2 separate regions of the Mus musculus genome follow, and region 2 is linked to region 1. The links are chromatin contacts, called in public Hi-C maps. All regions are on one chromosome and are shown on one strand. The core of a region is the stretch at or near the end of the contact, and the rest is flanking DNA. Distances in the headings are between cores, read along the strand shown. Region 1 overlaps Gm15286 (a long non-coding RNA gene). Region 2 holds the start of Mier3 (MIER family member 3).

Evidence for each region. A called contact is a pair of places that touch in the nucleus more often than the background predicts.
Region 2: a Hi-C map of centroblasts shows a contact between it and region 1, with 1.5 times the contacts expected there. The contact joins the promoter of Mier3 here to the enhancer-like site in region 1. A contact is called at or near these places in 1 of 15 datasets of contacts at CTCF or cohesin (CD8 T cells), 9 of 484 Hi-C or Micro-C datasets (B cells, the G1E-ER4 cell line, LSK cells and 6 more), 5 of 115 datasets of contacts at active chromatin or transcription factors (CD8 T cells, the SCID.adh cell line and embryonic stem cells) and 3 of 9 other capture datasets (adipose tissue, liver and pancreatic islet).

The regions. Positions count from the first base shown.
Region 1 is chr13:111,631,159-111,637,213 of GRCm38.p6, forward strand. All of the region lies in intron 2 of Gm15286 (a long non-coding RNA gene), which reads left to right. Among named protein-coding and RNA genes, the nearest start is that of Mier3, 52 kb to the right of the region's middle. Within about 2 kb of position 3,188, at least 71 of the 459 cell types and tissues checked have an H3K27ac peak or open chromatin away from gene starts, as enhancers often do. A contact at or near this core is called in B cells, CD8 T cells, the G1E-ER4 cell line and 3 more, where this site is marked.
Region 2 is chr13:111,682,274-111,688,328 of GRCm38.p6, forward strand. It overlaps Mier3 (MIER family member 3), which reads left to right and starts at 3,905. Exons shown (of 13, transcript NM_172593.3): 1 at 3,905-4,081; 2 at 5,555-5,579. The coding sequence starts at 4,073.

The sequences.
Region 1 (6,055 bases), core at 1,938-4,437:
AAACTTTTACCATAATCACGATTCACATTTCCCTTCCAGCAGCCTGTGGCTTTTCATTTTCTTAACATCTCTGAAAGAACAGACATTTAGGTTCAGTGCAGTTGATGTTAATTTCTTTGTTTCCTATCTAAGTCACAATTGCTTTACATGAGGTGGGAATGGGGTCCTCTTGTTTTCCTGTAGATGTTTTGGTATTTGGGCTTTGCAGTGATGACTACGCTGCTGTGTGAAATCTGGCCACAATTCATCCGTGCTTGTGATCCCTCAAGTGCTCCAGCAAGGATGGTGGGGAAGCCATTGTTTCTCCACTGTGGTCTTTTTGCCCCTCAGTCTAGAGAGTGTGCCGTCTGTCTGCGTCAGTTTCAGTCAGCTGTCTCTCTTGATAACTTACCACCCTGGATCCCCAGCAAATCTTGGGACAAGGTAATGTCTGAGTTCTCCAGTTTCATTTTGTGACATGACTCATTTAAGATTTGTCAAGGCTTGGGCTGATGAGATGGCCCAGTATGGTAAAGGCACGTGCTGCCCAGCCCAGCAATCTAAGCTTGGGCTTCAGAATCTACATGGTAGACGACGGACAGAACTGACTTCCATAAGCTGTTCTCAGACTTCCACTCGTGAGATATGGCACCCACGTGTATCTGCATGCACACAACCATGCACACACCCATGCACACACAGACCAACGAGTCCAATACAAATTTTCATAAAATAAAATTTGCAAAGATTAGTATTTTGTGTACAAGATAGTGTCTCTTGCTAATTACTATGTATGTATTGAAATCTCCTGCTTGGGATTTGAGTGGTCTGTAAACATAAATTTGGTTATGTTGGTTAGTAAGTGTTTTAGTCTTGTGTTCTTACTGACTTTTTCTTCACTTTTATTAACTGCTGAAATTGGATTAATAAAATCTCTGACTATAATTGTGGATTTGGCTATTGTTCCTTGTAGTTCTATCTGTTATATTGTTGTTGTTGTTTCTTGAGTCATGTCTCACTGTGTAACACTGGCTGGCCTCCAACTTCCTATTCTTTTGACTCAGACCCCTGCTTACAGGTGTTACAGGTGTGTGCCATCATGCCCACTCTCTTCGCGTCTACTTAAAGCTTTGTTATTGAGCACATAGACGTTTAAGATTAATGTACTTATGATGGACTGGACTCTTGTTAGGAATTCACACCTTTATTTCCAGTGGTATTCCTTAACTTTACATTCTCTTTATTTTGTTTTTGGTTTTGGGACAGTATCTTGTCATATGTCTTTAGCTGGTTTGGACCTTGCTGTGAAGAGGAGAGAAGAGAATTTCTTTTAAGGTCACAGTTGCATCGAGTTAGGAATTCACCCTCAGAGCCACACTAACTACAAGACTCTCTCCCAACCTAAAGATCATATCGCCTGGGGCTGGAGAGATGGCTCAGTGGTTAAGAGCATTGACTGCTCTTCCAGAGGTCCTGAGTTCAATTCCCAGAAACCACGTGGTCGCTTACAACTATCTGCAATGGGGTCTGATGCCCTTTTCTGGTATGTCTGAAGAGAGCAATGGTGAATACATTTTATATATTTATATATTATAATGTGTGTGTGTGTGTGTGTGTGTGTGTGTGTGTGTGTGTGTGTGTACATCATATATCATATCTCTGCTGTTCCCAGACACAGCTACTCTGGGAAGTCAGGGGTTTAAATGAATTTTAAAGAGCACGAGACTCGGTCCACAGCACAGCTTATAAGCCAATATTGATAGGTTAGATTCTCTGTATTTTAATTAGGGTGTCTAAACATTTACGGCTTCCAGTTGTTGATGCAGTTCGATTTGAATTTGCCATGTTGATATTTGTTTTCCATTTCCCCATATGGCTCTCATTTGCCTTGCTCCATCTCCATCTGCACAAAGCTGTGAGAACCTGGAAGAATCCATACTTTTTGCCCTGTTTTCAGTGACTGTCCTTGGGGCTGGAGTTTTGCTCTCCACTCCACTGCTCAGCCTGGCTGCCTTGTCCACTCCCAAATCTTGGGACAGCTCACTACTACACAGGAGAGAATTCAGACTAGAATAATTCTAAAACACCCTGGAAGGCCAACTGAGGCACTTTAAGAACTTGTTTTACCCAGTTATCCAACTTTACTTCCAAAACCTTTCTTCATCTATTCTTTTTATTTTCTCCTCAATAAGTGTTTATTTACTCCTTCTTGTCTTTTTAAATTTTCTTCCATATGTAAGTATGTATGTATGTATGTATGTGTGTATGCTGTATGTGTGTATGCTGTATACACATGTATGAGTATAGGTACTCATACCATGATATGGAGATCAGGGGACGATGTGCAAGAGTTGGCTCTCTTTGTCCACCTTTACATGGGTTTCAGGATGGAACCCAAGTAATTGGGCTCACAAGGCCAGTGCCTTCCCCACTGAGCCATCTTGCAGGCCTCTCTTTAATCTTAGGTCTAATTTTGTTCACACTTAAAAGATCTTATTCTCAGCTCAGGCTCAATCTCAGCATGTATTTTTTTTCACACTTTTCTATTTACACACAAGTCTCTCTCTCTCTCTCTCTCTCTCTCTCTCTCTTATAAAATTTTGATGGTCTCATAACGCTTCACCCTCTGCTACTTCTATGTAAGGCCTGATCTGACTCCCTTCCCTTACCCCATGAGAAAAAGGGGTTCCCCCCTCCACTGAGTTCTCTGACTATTTTGTGAGAGAGTCTTTCAACATTTAACACACACACACACACACACACACAATATATATATATATATTCTGTTTGTCCCACTTGAGGCTAGAGAAACCATTCATTATTGAAAAGTCTTTTTCACATTGTTCAAAAAGAAAAACAAAACAAAAGGTTCTTTTTTTTTTCAATTTCTTTTTTCCTTTTTTTTTTTTTTTTTTTTATTATTTGAGAATTTCATATACAAGCTCCCTGACCTCTGAAACCAGAGACTGAACCTCCGACTTCATGCATGCTTGGCCACTAAGGTCCATGGCCTGGTGGTAAGCAGAGGTTCTTGCTTGCAAACAGCAGCAATAGATTTCAAGTAACTTTAATCGGAGAAGCAAGTATTGGAAGAATACTACATAGTTAATAGAGCTGATAAGAAGGCTGTAGAGATAAACTCAGCCATGGCCCAGGGTGCAAGGGCAGTCGGGAGGAGCCGCCACCACCCTGTCCTGCTTGTTTCTCTCTGAGTGTGTCCCGTTTGCAGTACAGGGGCACTGGGAAGTCTTGACAAACTGATTAAACTGGGCATCTGTACACCCCGAGTCTCTAAAGGACAGGGAGAGGGAACACACACCCCTTCATTTCCTATTGTGGTAGGTATTGGGATGACTTTGAAAGTAACAGTTTAACAGCGCCTCCCGTCTCTGGGACAGTGCCCAGGTGAAGATACAAATGTGGCTTCAACTCTAGTTTCCCACAATCCTCCTGGGCCTCGTTTTCCTTATGTCAGCTTTATTTGCAGCATAGATGGCAGCCAATTAGAAATAGAAGTTCAGAACATCTTATTTCTACCCACTAAGGTTCACCAGGAGGGTGTCACTGACTGACCTGAAAATGGTCCCTTAACCACTTCCTGCCAAGAAACAGCAGGGAAGGGGAGAAGGAAGTTTGTAGCATACTCTCCCCCCCCCCCCCGGCCGCCCGGGGACTGAGGGGGACGTTGGGGGAAGCCGGTGGTTCCTGTTTCAAGACTCTGGCTCGCTGCACCTGTGCGTATCAGGCAGCCCTGCACCTATAACATGGGGCAAGAAGAGGAGAAACTTTCTCTCCTGCCCCTTTGGGGATCCTCCAGTATCTTTGTATACAACTATCAGTTATCTACTAGCTAGGTGATTCCCCAAGGGACGAGGTTGTTTCTATATGAGAACAGATGGTGACCACAAAGACAAAATGGCAACAGCATTAATTTCCATCCCATCATTAGCAGTTCTTGGGGTATTAAAATTCACACTTGCTCAAGTTACTGATTCCATCTCATGGAGGTCCATGTTCTCATGTAAAGATACATAAATGTCGTACTTGTGAAGTAAATACAAAACATTATACTCTAAAACGAAATATAATACAAAGAATGATATGTTTGATGAACTTTATTATGGAAACTTGCTAGTAAATAACCACATCACACACACAAAAAAAAAAGATTTATTTACAAATAAACTCAACTTTACTGAAAAATAATAAGGTTAGACCTTTTTTGGGTTTTTTGTTGTTGTTTTCTTTGAGACAGGGTTTCTCTGTATAGTCCTGGCTGTCCTGGAACTCACTCTGTAGACCAGGCTGGCCTCGAACTCAGAAATCCGCCTGCCTCTGCCTCCCGAGTGCTGGGATTAAAGGTGTGTGCCACCACGCCCAGCTGCAACAGACCATTTTCTATACATCCTCCCTCCTTATGAACATGCTCTCCAAAGTCGATAAATTGTATGTCATAATTGATTTTAATTAATGCACCTAATTTCCCCAAGTTTTTATCTGGTGTCTTTTTTTCTGTCCTGGGCCACATTCAGGAAAGTTGTCTGTTGTCTTCTCTTCAGGCTCTTCTTGCCTGTGAGTTTTCCAAACCGTAACTTTTATGTTTTTTTTTTTAAAGATTTATTTATTTATTTATTTATTATATGTAAGTACATTGTAGCTGTCCTCAGACACTCCAGAAGAGGGCGTCAGATCTCGTCACAGATGGTTGTGAGCCACCATGTGGTTGCTGGGAGCCGAACTCTGGACCTTCGGAAGAGCAGTCGGGTGCTCTTACCCACTGAGCCATCTCACCAGCCCAACTTTTATGTTTTTGACTATTTGAGGTGAATTGATCGGCTATTCTGAGGAAAGTTCCTTTGGCTGGCACTGCTGTGGTATCTTTCCTGTGACTGGACTAGAGGGATGTTTTTGGGGGAGAAAAGCCAGAGGGGTAATGTCCTGTCACACCGTATAGTAGGAGTATGCTGCCCTGCATCCTGTAGTGATAGAGTTTATCGGGTGACAGAGGTAAAATCTGTGTCTTTGAAGGAGAGATCAAGACGTTATACAGAGCTGGTGTGTGACAGGTAGAGAGGCTTCCTTAATGACAAAGTAGTTTCAATTCCAAACTCATCTTCCCCAAGGGGATGTGCAAAAAAAGATGAATGTGGTGGGCCAGGAATTGTGGATCTCAGAAAGGAATGCCTGCAAAGTGGGGCAGTGGCTGGTGTCTGGAAAGTTAGACTTCAGGAAGGCAGAACACTTTGAACCAACGAGAGCTATGTTTAAATTGTGAAATGACACAGGTGCTATGGATAGAGCTCAGCTTTAGAGTGTCGCATAGCATGTCCAAGGCCTAGGATTGATCTCCAACACTGCAAGCAAACAAAGAACACACATTGTAGTGGTGGCAGTGGCAGTGGCAGCGCGGTGGCAGTGGTGGTGGTGAAGGTAAATGTAGTGGTTTAAATGAAAATGACCCCCCATAGTATCAGGGAGTACTTCTATTGGGAGGTGTGGCCTTGTTGGAGTGGGTGTGGCCTTGTTGGACGGGGTGTGGCCTTGTTGGAGTAGGTGTGGCCATGTTGGAGAAAGTATCTGGGGAAGGGCTTGAGGTTTCAGATGCTCAAACCAGGACCAATAGCTCTCTCTCCCTGCTGCCTGCCAAGATGTGGAACTCTCATCTACCTCTCTGGGACCATGTCTACCTGTGTGCTGCCATGTTTCCTCCCATAGTGATAATGGACTAAACCTCTGTATTATAAGCCAGCCCCAATGAAATATTTCCCTTTATAAGGGATTCCATGGTCATGTTGTCTCAGCACAGCAATACAAGCCTTAACCCTATGGGGTTCTTCCATAACAATTGTTAATGGAGAGTTTAGGAGATTTACAAAAGTGGAGTAGTCTCACAAGCCCCAATGCTCATACCTCACTCGGCACTCAAAATTACCAGAATTCAGCTAACCCTGCCTGGTAAAACCCCAGCTAGGTTTTTCCTGTTATTCCATGCTCCTCCAGATTTACTTATTTTGTGTGCGTGACTGTTTTGCCTGCATCTATGTACTATTTGCATGTCTTGTGCATATAGAGTTCA
Region 2 (6,055 bases), core at 2,655-5,154, 52 kb after region 1:
CCAGGCTGGCCTCACACTCAGAAATCTGCCTGCCTCTGCCTCCTGAGTGCTGGGATTAAAGGAGTGTGCCACCATGCCAGGCTGGTTGGTTTTTTTGAGACTGAGTTTTGCCACATTACTTGGGCTTTGGACTCCTGGGGTCAAGATCGTTTTTGCTGAGACAAGTATATACACAGCACCTAGTCTTTTTTGTTTTCTTAGTTGACAAACTTAAAAAACCAAACAAGAAACGTCACATAAATTTGCTTCTTAGCTGCTCCTGGGATTTACTTAACTTCTGGCTCCACCTTTTCACGGGTCAAGAGCCAGTTGGTTGAGGCTTTGCTGCCATTCTGCCGGGCAGCATAGACCACGTCTGCATTTGCTGTCTCTGGCTTTTGTCTACACCAGTCAGCCTCACTCCTTTGTTGGTTATGCTTGACTGATAGGCACTTTTAATTGGAGGCATAAAGTTTGGGCAGCTCATTATTTTCCCTTGGGTCAGAGGGTGTCTCTAGACAGCTAAATATTGATATTGCATTATTGTAACGCTACCACAAACCATTTTCAGAGTAGTTTCGTGATGAAAACTCCACAAAACAGGTCACAAAACTGGCTAGTGCTTTTGAAGCCCTGGCAAAGGAAGAGGGTATTTCCCGAAATTACTATTTGGGGGTGGGGGTGGGGTGGGGTTGAGACAGGGTTTCTCTGTATAGCCCTGGCTGTCCTGGAACTCACTCTGTAGACCAGGCTGGCCTTGAACTCAGAAATCTGCCTGCCTCTGTCTCCCGAGTGCTGGGATTAAAGGCGTGCGCCACCACGCCCGGCTCCCGAAATTACTATTAATGTATGGCCCGGGCAAGACATTTAAAGTATGCTGACAATCTGTTCTGCTGAAGAATTTCCATGTATCTTCTCAAAGATGACAAGGATCAAATAACCAGTTTTACTTACTGTTGGTGTTGAAATGTGTGGAGCCGCAGCATTTCCAGTGCACCTGTCATGCTCTATGCTCTCCTGCAGCATCTGTATTCCCCATCTTCTCTATGGTGTCAGCCTCCTGGTCCAGTTAATTTCATTGGTTCGCCCTTTCTCTGTTTTTACATTTATGTTTTTCTAAAGATGACTGGAAGTCTTCGTACATTGTGATTCATACAGGGTACTGTTATTTAGTTTATTTAGTTTTAAGTTCCCTTGTTCTCACTCCATCTGTCACCTATACGAATTACTTTACCCATAGTCGTTGGGGAACATGGACTTTCATGGTGGTCCTATATATAGTGTCTGACCTGCAGGCACGTCTGTGTCATAGACACCCGTGTAGGACCGTCTATATAATGGCACCTGTTGTTCAGTGACAAAGTACTGTAAAGCAGCAATGACACAAACACTTATTTCAAGTCAGGGGAAGGAAAGGACATTTTATCCCAACCAACACTTGGAAGTCTTGTTAAAAAGAATGAAAGATCCATCTATGTAGCTTTATTGAATAGGGGTGGTGAAGGTGGGGTAGCAAACGTCTTTCTCTAGTGATGAACAGTGGGAAAGCTGTTTGCTTTATCTGCTAATTTGAGCTGCTGGCTCGTGTCCTGGCTTGTGTGTGCTTTGTCTCAGCTGGTCTACCTGAGAACCCCCCTCCCCCAAATGAACCCCTAGTCCCCAGTGTGACTCCATTTCTACTCCAACAAGATGAAAGGAAAGATCGTGAACCAGAAAAAAACTGTAGGTCCAATTGTGCATTGGTGGGAAAGGAGCCACTGACAGATGATTTAAAAAAAAAAAAATGCAGTTCTCCTTAAAGAAGTTAGGGGTGAACAGTTTCTCTGGTATTGAAGAGGTGAACGTGTTTATAAAGAGGGCTCCATTTTAACAACCCTAAAGTTCAGGCATCCCTGGCAGCAAAGGCCTCCACCGTTCTAGGCCATGCTGAGACAAAGCAGCTGCAGCCTACACCAGCTTGGTGCAGGCTGTGATAAAGGAGACCGGCTGGAGCTCTGCCCAAACTGTGGATGGAAAAGCACCTCTTGCTACTGGAGAGTATGATAATGACTTTCCAGACTCGTGGAGAGTTTGATGAGGTTTCTAAGAACCAGGCAAACAGACACTTGCAGAAGTTGCAGCTGCTGCTATTTCTATCATGACTGCTTTCTGAAATTTTGTTATTTTGCTCATGGATTTGATAAAATTGAGACCTCTAATATTTAAGCCCAGGCTCCCTGGTTACCTTTTCAAGTTTTGCTTATATACAATACAATTCGTCAAAGCTGTCAAAATGTCAAGAGAACCTGAAGAAACCTTACTACTCTGTTCATGGAGAACTGCAAGGCCATATATTTCTCAGAATTGGCCAGGAGAATCTAAGGCCACACTTGTGAGGATGTGATAAATTTGTAGGATGAAACTTTTTTTTTTTTATGATGTAAATAAGGGGCAGGCTGTTGGCTACCTGGCTGGAGCCGAGCTGCTGAGCAGTGCTTTCTGGCTTTATCAGAGGGTGTGGGTGCGCACTGCCCCTCACTAACCCTGGTCACTCTGCTCCATTTCAAGCCACAGGGTTTTTTGTTTTGTTTTGTTTTTTAACTTTTACAACTTTGAACGCCTCGTTGAAGATGGTAGGGACAACATGTGCCAAGCCTGTTTTTGAGTTATTTGATTGGACAAAAGTTTGTGATATCATTCACAGTAGGGGAAGTGTAATTTTCCATGTCTTTTGGATGTTTTGAAGTTGAGTGACTTTTTTCTTCTGTAAAATTTCCACGAATAAATAACTTTTACCCGTGTTTTTAGGTTGATTTTTTTTTTTTTTTTGCCTTGGTAATCCTCTTTAAAAGTAACCGTTGCTTCTTCCCATAACCCATCTCCATCCTCATCCAGTGAGGGAATTGGAGACCCTAGGCTCAAACCTGAACAGTGTAATTAAGGTTTAAAGTTATGAAAAGTTTTAGCATCTTAAAAATGCTTAAATTTATGAAGCTACAGTGCAAACCTCATTTTGCCATTAATATTTATTACAAGCTCCTGGCAGGCATCTGGGAGGAGAGCTCTGGTCTTCACGGACACTCTAAGCCCCTGTAAGGTCTTAGCACACCTTCCTGTTTGTATATTATCTTCTCATGGATCTGTTTTCATACACAGGATTATTTCTTGAAGCCTATGCAGAAACAGATACATCTGCTAAGTCTCTCTCTCTCTTCCATGTATCCACTTATCCAGGAGACCACATTTATTGTATGTATAATCTCAAACAATGTTGTTTTTATTTACCCCCGAGGTAGGTGTGAGAGGCAGTTTTTGCAATTTGGTTCAGGGTCTTTGACACTCTGCTTTTTAAAAGGTTTATCAAGTGTATATCTTCGGGTCATCTTCTAGACTATTTGTGATTAATAACTCCTAGAACTGGTCTTTAAAAAAAAAAAAGTGTACAGGCTATGAATGTCGCGCAAGCACGCTCATCATGTCTGGCTCCGTCTGTCAGTCTTTCTGCCTTCTGAATTGCCATCATCTTCCAGAGCCTGTCTGGCAAATGTCTACTTCCACAGTTCACTCCAAGCCACTGAACGCCGATGCGCATTCCATTCCTGCAGGTGCCTAGCCGTCCTGCTTCCTGTCCGGGTCTCTCTCCTCTTTTGCCCATCAGCGGCTCGCTCACTTGCCATCGCGTACTCTTCTCACTTCGGGAAAGTCCGTCGAGTCCTCCTCCGAGTCTCCCGCCACCCTCCTTCCTCCCCCGCCCCGGGCTCGCCCTCCCTCCCTCCCTCCCTCCCTCCGGCCCCCCCACCGCACCCACCGGCCGGTCCCCGCGCTCGCCCGCAGTTCAGCTGGAACTTTACTCCAGCCGGGGCAGAGCGCCGTGGGCGCGCGGGGCGGGCGCGTGCAGGAGCGGCGGCCGCGGGAGCGCCGGACGGCGTGGGTGTGCGAGCGGGCCGGGGGCGTCGCGGGCCGGCCTGCCCTATAAGGGGCCGAGCCGCCTCTGCCTCCGGGCGGGTGCCTGGCGGGCCGCGGCGGCGGCAGCGGCGGCGGCGGCTGCGATTGGCTCAGGCGCCCCATCCGGGGACTGGGCTCGGCGCTGCTCGTTCGCCCTAAAGGTACCAATATGGCGGAGGTGAGCGGAGAAACCGGGCAGCGGCGGCCGTGCTGGAGCGGGAGCCGGGCGGCCCTCCGAAGCCCCGCAGCCGGCCCGAGAGCCACGGCTCCTCCCGCGGGTCCTCGGAAGGCGGCGCGGCGGCGACGGGGGATGGGGGGCGCGGGGCGGCGGCGAGGCGCGGCGAGGCTGCCGGAGGGGCGGGAGCGGGCGCGGGAGCGGTCTCCCTTCGGGACTAGGCCGCGGCGGCTCCGACCCCGGCCGGGCCGGGCGGCGGGGCCGGGCGGCGGAGGGCGGCGGCGGCGAGCCTCGGGCCGGGGTAGCCTCCGGGCCGTGGCCGGGGCGGCTGACGCGGGCCGCCGTTCGCTCGGCGCCTCCTCCCGGGATCGGGGTGGGTGGAGAGCGGCCGATCCTCGGTCGGCGGCTGGAATGCAGCGCGGAGAGCGGGCTGCGCCACTGCCCCGCCGGAGTGAGCCGACCCGGCCCTCGGCAATCCGGCCGCCCGCCGCCTCTCCTGACCGGGGGCTCCGAGGCCAGCGGGAGCGGAGCGGGACTCTCTACCCCGAAGCCTGCGAGGTGCGGCGTCCCCGGGCGCAGAGACCGACCCACACCTCGACGCCCTCGCCCGCCGAGCGGCCCGAGAGTCTCTTTACCCCGGGCCGGACTTGGGGGGGGGGGCACCGGGCGACCCGGGCTGCCGGGCACCGGGCTCCCCTGGGACGGGCAAGCTGGGGGAGGGGGCGGCGTGATGGGAGCACCGGGGCTGGGCAGGAGCGAGCTGTGTGTGCTAGGGCCGAGCTGGCGGGCCGGGGACCGACCGCTCCCCCGGGGGAGGACCCGGCTGGTCCCAGACTCAGTGGTCGCGGCTCCTCCGACCTCAGCGGCTGGTGGGTGGGGGTGGGGAGGTGGGGGCGGGAGGGTGCTCCCGCGTTGGGTTGGGGACCAGTGTCAGGGTCGAGCTGGCCTACGCTTGGGGCAGTCGACAAACCCTGGAGTTGGGGCGCCCGCGCACTCCAAGGGCAGGCTGTGTGTGTGTGTCTCAGAGGGTGAGACCCTCCTAGGGGACGGGGTTGCGTTTCGAGGAGTTGCTCTAGGGCCAGCGGAGAGCTGGGTGAGCTGCTGTAGTCGGGGGACTCGTGAGATGCCCGGGATGAAGGATTGATGCTGCGAGCCGGGTAAGCTCTGGCTTCGGCTTCCCGGCTTTGTAACTTGCCGAGCTCTAAACGGTGTCTCGGAGTTGCCCGTTTCAACTCCAGCCCTCGTCCGGAGTCTGCGAGTTTGTACACTGGGGACTTGGGGAGGAAGGCGAGGCAGCCAAGAGGGGGCCCGAAAGGGGCCGGGAGCGATTGGAGCGAAGCTACGTCTTGCACTTTTTGGCAGCTGCCTGGGAGCGCTCGGCTCCGCCCCCTCTGCGCCCTGTTGCCTGCGCTGCCTCCTTTTCCTTGCTACAGGATTCAACCTCACAGTTTTCTTTTCTCTCTCTCACTCTCCCAGGCTTCCTTTGGAAGTTCGAGCCCAGGTTTGTTCAATTTTCTTACCTCTTCCGGGGGTCGGGGGTCGGGGGGGTTGTCCCAGAGGGAGATAGGATTGGCTGGTAAAAGGATTCTCTGTACAACCACAGAAATGTACCCTGCTATATTTTTTCATCATTTGGATCTTAAAGAATTCCAATGTAGTTTTACGTTGTTAGAGAGGAGGGAATAGTTGTGCTCAGTGCACGGTGGAAAAAGTACCCCAGAAACCTTATTACAAAGTCTTTTATTCTCACATAACTTTTTTTATTGTTTGACTCTAAGCTGGAAATAATGAATCCCAAATCAACCTTCTACAAATTAACAGCTTGTTTTATTTTTATTTATTAAAAATAAATTGTCCTTTTAACTTGTCAGAACTTGGGGCAACTTGGATTATTAGCTTTTAACTCCATTTTTCTTTACTATGGCTCTCAAGTGTCTGTTATATTTAAACTGAAAATTGGGTTAGGTAAAGCTACCT